2 separate regions of the Anser cygnoides genome follow, and region 1 is linked to region 2. The links are chromatin contacts, called in public Hi-C maps. All regions are on one chromosome and are shown on one strand. Each heading gives the region's core, a stretch centred on a gene start, on an enhancer-like site or on the middle of the called end of the contact. The rest is flanking DNA. Distances are from core to core; before and after follow the strand shown. Region 1 holds the start of RNF121 (ring finger protein 121). Region 2 holds the start of CLPB (ClpB family mitochondrial disaggregase).

What was found. Hi-C and Micro-C count contacts between places; a contact is called where the count stands out from the background.
Region 1: a Hi-C map of granulosa cells shows a contact between it and region 2, with 2.0 times the contacts expected there. The contact joins the promoter of RNF121 here to the promoter of CLPB in region 2. A contact is called at or near these places in 2 of 7 Hi-C or Micro-C datasets (granulosa cells and liver).

The regions. Positions count from the first base shown.
Region 1 is chr1:211,965,322-211,968,300 of Taihu_goose_T2T_genome, forward strand. RNF121 (ring finger protein 121) reads left to right here and starts at 1,563. Exons shown (of 10, transcript XM_066990097.1): 1 at 1,563-1,673. The coding sequence starts at 1,617. It overlaps XNDC1N (XRCC1 N-terminal domain containing 1, N-terminal like), which reads right to left and starts at 1,217. Exons shown (of 10, transcript XM_066990094.1): 1 at 1,169-1,217; 2 at 410-488; 3 at 154-292. The coding sequence starts at 454.
Region 2 is chr1:211,809,131-211,811,941 of Taihu_goose_T2T_genome, forward strand. It overlaps CLPB (ClpB family mitochondrial disaggregase), which reads left to right and starts at 1,412. Exons shown (of 14, transcript XM_066990084.1): 1 at 1,412-1,861. The coding sequence starts at 1,447.

The sequences.
Region 1 (2,979 bases), core at 313-2,812, 160 kb after region 2:
GGGAACGGGGGAGGCTCAGGGCTCGTGGGGCACCCGCGCTGCTCCTGCCCGGGGCTCGCGCGCAGCCCAGCAGGAGCCGCTCCGAGCCGCGGGGAGGTGCAGGGACCCTGCTGGGGGGTTGGGGGGGCCAGGGGCCGAGCCCCCCGCCCTTACCGACGTCCACGTAGCCGATGGCGCTGGCTCTCTCCAGCTGCAGCTCCGCTCTCAGCTGCCGGCTGCGGTCCTGGGGGCAGCTGAGCCACGGCCGCCGGCCGTCACCACGCAGCAGGTTCTCCACCGGGTACCGGGGGTCCTGCGGAGGGCACCGCGGCACCGTCAGCCCCCCCCCCCAGCATGCACCCACCCCGTTCTCGCTGCTTCACGTCCCCACGGGGCCGTGGGGGCAGCCCCGAGCCCCCCCCGCCGGGACCTGCGAGGAGAAGGACACCACGAAGCTGATGCGCACCGGGGCCATGGCGGGCGCCTGCGGGCGGCTCCGACACCCGCACCTGGGGGGGGGGACAGGCGCTGGGGGGGCACGCACGGACCCCATCCTGCCCCCAGCCCCATTGCCCCATCCCAAGCCGCCCCCCCCTTCACCCCCAGCCCCTCCGAGCCGCCCCAGCCCCACTGCCCCAACCTGGAGCCACCCCCCCGTTCTGCCCCCCCACCCCCATTTCCCCGTCCCAGAGCTGCCCCCCCCCTGCCCCCCCAGCCCTGGGTACCCCCCAGCCCCCCCACTCCGCCCCCAGCCCCATTTCCCCATCCCAGAGCTGCCCCCCCCCCAGGTCTGTCCCCCCCCGTGCCCCCCCACCCCTGGGTACCCCCCCAGCCCCCCGTGCTCCCCCCACCCCCATTTCCCCATCCCAGAGCTGTCCCCCCCCCCCCAGTGCCCCCCCAGCCCTGGGTACCCCCCCAGCCCCCCCACTCTGCCCCCAGCCCCATTTCCCCATCCCAGAGCCACCCCCCTCGTCCTGCCCCCTTGTGCCCCCCCAACCCCTGCCCCCCCACACCCTTCGCCCCCCCCCAGCCCTCGGTGCCCCCCCCAGCTGCCCTATCCCAGAGCTGCCCCCCCCATCCTGTCCCCCCCCGCCCCCCCACTCCACCCCCAGCCCCACTGCCCCATCCCAGAACTGCCCCCCCCGTTCTGCCCCCCCCCAGCCCCATTTGCCCCCCCCCCGCCCCGCACCGGCCCCGCCGACGCCGCCCGAATTCTCCCGCCCAAACCGCGTGGCCCCGCCCCCTCCCCCTTGGCCCCGCCCCTCCACCCCTCGGCCCCGCCCCTCTGCCCCCCCTCTGGCCCCGCCGCGGTGGCTGACGGGACTCGTAGTCCTGCGGCGGCGCCGCGTCACCGCGCCGGGCGCTAAGGGAGCGTCTGCCGTGAGCCGCCCCCGTACGGAGGCGGGAGGGAGGCGCGGGATTGGCCGCGCGCTGCGCGGGATCGGAAATGTGCGACGCTCCCTTAGCGGACAGCCCGCCCCTTCCTCCTCCTGACTGGCCGCGGGGGCGGCGCCGCGCGCGGCGATTGGCCGAGGGGGCGGCGGCGCGGCCGCTGGTTGGCTGGGCGGCGGCGGAAGGAGCTGGCTGCCGGCGGAGGGGAGGGGGGAGCCTACAGGAGCAGGGGTGGGGGGGGCAAGATGGCGGCGGTGCTGGAGGTGGAGGTCGGCGGCCCCGGCGAGCGCGACGGGGAGGAGGTGGGGGGGGACACGGGGGGGGCGTTGGGGGGAAATCCTTCCCGCTGGGGGCCTGGCCCGGGCTGCCCGGAGGGGCTGGGGGCGCCCCAGCCCTGGCAGTGCCCAAGGCCAGGCTGGGGGGGGGGCTGGGGGCAGCCTGGGCTGGGGGCGGGGGGGGGTTGGGGGGGCTGGGGGGGGAGTTTGGGGGGCTTCAGGGCTTTGGGGGGGCTTTGGGGGGCTTTGGGGGGGTTTGGGGGGCTGTAGGCGGGCTGTGGGGGTTTGGGGGGCTGTGGGGGGGCTTTAGGGGCTTGGGGGGTCTTTGGGGAGGCTTTGGGGGGGCTGTGGGAGGGCTTTGGGGGGGTTTGGGGGCTGAGGAGGCAGTGGGGGGGCTTTGGGGGGGCTGTGGGGGGGTTTTGGGGGGGGTTGGGGGCTGAGGGGGGTCTGTGGTGGGGTTTGGGGGGGCTTAGGGGGGCTCAGCGCCGTGCTGAGGCTCCCCTCTTGCTGGCCCCGTGGCACCGGGCTCTGCTCGTGCGGTGCCAGCTGGGCGGCGGGTTAGGGGGGGGCTCCCTGCCCCCCCCCGACACTCACAGACACCCCCCCCGCCCCCCGTCCCCCAGCAGCGGGGCAGCGCGCGGGGAGCCGTTGGGGGGCAGCCGGGAGCGAGGTGCCCGCAGCCGGGGGGGTTCCCGCACAGCCCGCAGGGGGGTGTCCCTGCCCCGGCCTCGCTCCCCGGCGCGCCCCGAGCCCCGGCTCTGCCCGTGCTGGCTGCCCGCCTCGCTTCGCCGTGAAGCTCTTGTGCCTGGCAAGGGGGGGGGCAGGCAGGCGTGGAGCACCAGGAGCCCGGCGCCCGGCCTGTGCTGCTGCCCAAGGGGGACCCAGCCTCAAATTCGGCGCCCTCGCAGCGTGCGGCAGCCCCTCTGCGGCGCTGCCCGCTGCGTTTTCCAGGCGCTCGCCGGTGGCTCTCGGCCGCGCTCGTACAGCGGGGGCCGGGTGCTCCCAGAGCCTCGGTGAGCGGCTGGGGGCTGGGGGCTGCCCGCGCAAAGGGGAGGTCTGCCGGGGGCTGCGGTCCTCAGAAGCGGGTCTCCTGGATTTTGGCCTGGCAGGAAGGGCTCGGGGAGGCAGCTCGGAGAGCAGAGAGCGCCGGGGGACGGCGCCGGGTTCTGCCGCGGGGCACGGGCGGCCGATAAGGAGGCGCCCGCAGGGAGGCACGCCGAGGGCTGCGCCCGTCCCTTTGCTCCCGCCCGCAAAGTCCACGTCCGCGGGTGGTGCCGAGCCCAGGGTGCCGGGGCGAGCCGGGGCCATGACGGCAGCGCCTGCCCCGTCCGTT
Region 2 (2,811 bases), core at 162-2,661:
GTCCCTCCACGTACACACCTGTCCCTCCATGCACACACCTGTCCCTCCATGCACACACGTGTCCCTCCATGCACACACGTGTCCATACATGCACACACGTCCCTCCATGCACACAGTGTCCCTCCATGCACACACGTCTCCCTCCATGCGCACACGTGTCCCTCCATGCACACACGTGTCCATACATGTACACACGTCCCTCCATGCACAGTGTCCCTCCATGCACACACGTGTCCCTCCATGCACACAGTGTCCCTCCATGCACACACGTGTCCCTCCATGTACACACGTGTCCCCCATGCACACACGTCTCCCTCCATGTACACACGTGTCCCTCCATGCACACACGTGTCCCTCCATGTACACACGTGTCCCCCATGCACACACGTCTCCCTCCATGTACACACGTGTCCCCCATGCACACAGTGTCCCTCCATGCACACACGTGTCCCTCCATGCACACACGTGTCCCTCCATGTACACACCTGTCCCTCCATGCACACACGTGTCCCCCATGCACACAGTGTCCCTCCATGCACACACGTGTCCCTCCATGTACACACCTGTCCCTCCATGCACACACCTGTCCCTCCATGCACACACGTGTCCCTCCATGCACACAGTGTCCCTGCATGCACACAGTGTCCCTCCATGCACACACCTGTCCCTCCATGTACACACCTGTCCCTCCATGCACACACGTGTCCCCCATGCACACAGTGTCCCTCCATGCACACACGTGTCCCTCCATGTACACAGTGTCCCTCCATGCACACACACGTGTCCCTCCATGTACATGTCCCTCCATGCACACAGTGTCCCTCCATGCACACACGTGTCCCTCCATGCACACACGTGTCCATACATGTACACATGCCCCTCCATGCACACACGTGTCCCTCCATGCACACAGTGTCCCCCCATGCACACACGTGTCCCGTGTATGCAGTGTCTGTGTCCACGCGTGCCGGAGCTCCTGTGCCCCCACGCGAGCACACCAGTGGGTGCCCGTTCACACCACCCCAGGTGCGCGCGCACGCGAGCACCTCCACGCGTGTCCGCGCCTGCCCACGCGTGCACGTGCGCGTGCACGAGCGCACAAGGGCGCGAGCACGGGAACGCGCCCGCGCGCCCCCGCCGCCTCCCGAGGCCGGCCTCGAACCCGCGACCCCACGGTGCCCCCTGCCGGTGGGGGGGGGGGGGGGGGGGGGGGGGGGCGGGCCTGGCTCCGCTTCCCGGCATGCCCTGCGGCCTGCCGGCACCCCGGCGCTCCCTGGGGGCTGTAGTCCGGCGGCTGGACCTGCAGCCCGGCGCCGCGCCGTGCGGAGACTACATCTCCCGCCAGGCTTTGCGCGTCGCCCTGCTCCGACGCCCGTCCCGCGCCGCTCCACCGGCGGCCGCCATTTTGTGTGCCGGCAGCGGCGGCGGCGGGGCAGGCGCGGCGCGATGCTGGGCTCCCTGGCGGCCCGCCCGCCGCCGCCGGGGCTGGCGAGGCTCCTCCGGGCGCGGCCGTGGCCGGCGGCCTCGCGGGGGGCCGGCGGAGCTCCGGCGGCGAGGCCCGGGCCGGCGGGACCGCCGTTCGTCCCGGCCGCGGCCGCCAGGGGCCGCCGCGAGCCCGCTGTGACGGGGAGCGCGGCGCTGCCCTGGCGGGGGGCGGCCGGCGGGGGGCGGCAGCGGCGGCAGGGCCCGGGGGGAGCCCCCTCGGCCCTTCTCGCCGGGGGGGGCCCGGCGGCTGAGGGGCCCCCCCCGGGCCCTGGAGGCCCCGGCGGGTACCGGAGCGGGGTCCGCGGAGCTGCGGAGCCTGCGGGCCTGCTCGTCGCCGCGCTGGCCGCCTGCTACGTGAGGGACCGAGCGACCAAGGGTGACTATCGCTGCCCCCCGCCGGGCTGCGGGTGGGCCGGGGGGGCGGGTGGGGGAGCCCTGCGGGGCGGGGGGCGTCCTGCGGCCCTGTCCCAGGGGTGCGCTGAGCCGCGGGGGATCCCCCCCGAGCCCCGCGGTGGGATGCTAACGGTCCTCACGCTCATCGCGTCTCATGAACTGCACCCCGGGCCCGTGTCTTAGCACGGCAGGGCGCTGTCACAGCTGTCCCGGGGCGTGCAGGCGGTGGCAGTGCCGTGCGTGCTCCCGTCCTGCCGCAGGACGCGTGCTTGGCTTCGTCCCCGACGGTTTTGTGCACGGAGAGGACCCAGCTCCGCGCCTGTGGGTGAGGAAAGCTGGCAGGGGAGGGCTTGAGCCACGTTGCTTGGCAGGGTGCGTGTTCGTGGGGTCGGCTCTCCCCAGCCCTCTGTCCTGAGCAGGGAATGTGTCAGGCACGTACGAGCTGAGCGGCTTTGTACGTCCACCCTCTGTGGGAAGGAAGCGCTCGGTGGGTGGCCACGAGCTCCTGTTGCCACAGCATTAGGTGTGGGTCTCGAAAGGCTGACGTGTCCCTCCCAGCTGAGGCATCTGGGATGGTCCCAGGGGGTTGTTGGGGCGAGCTGAATGCTTTTAGGTTGATGTGTAACTGCGGGTTTGTGCCACAGCCAGTCCCCTGCCCAGCGCTGATGCAGCGTTTTGGGGCTGGGAGGACTCCAGGTGCTGTCCTACCCCTGCCGCAGGCCGGGTGGCCTCGTTAGTGCCACTGGGCGAGGTGCTGCCGGAGCCCAGCCCCCCCTTAATGGTCTGCCAGGCACACACGGCCCGGGTAAACCTCGGTCCTTGGGTGAGGAGCTCGTCTCCAAGCTCTGGAAAATGAGATGGGGTTCAAGTTGCTTCTTGCTGCGGAGCTTTAATCACGAGCCCCTGCTCACAGGTCAGGTCTTGGAGGCAGCG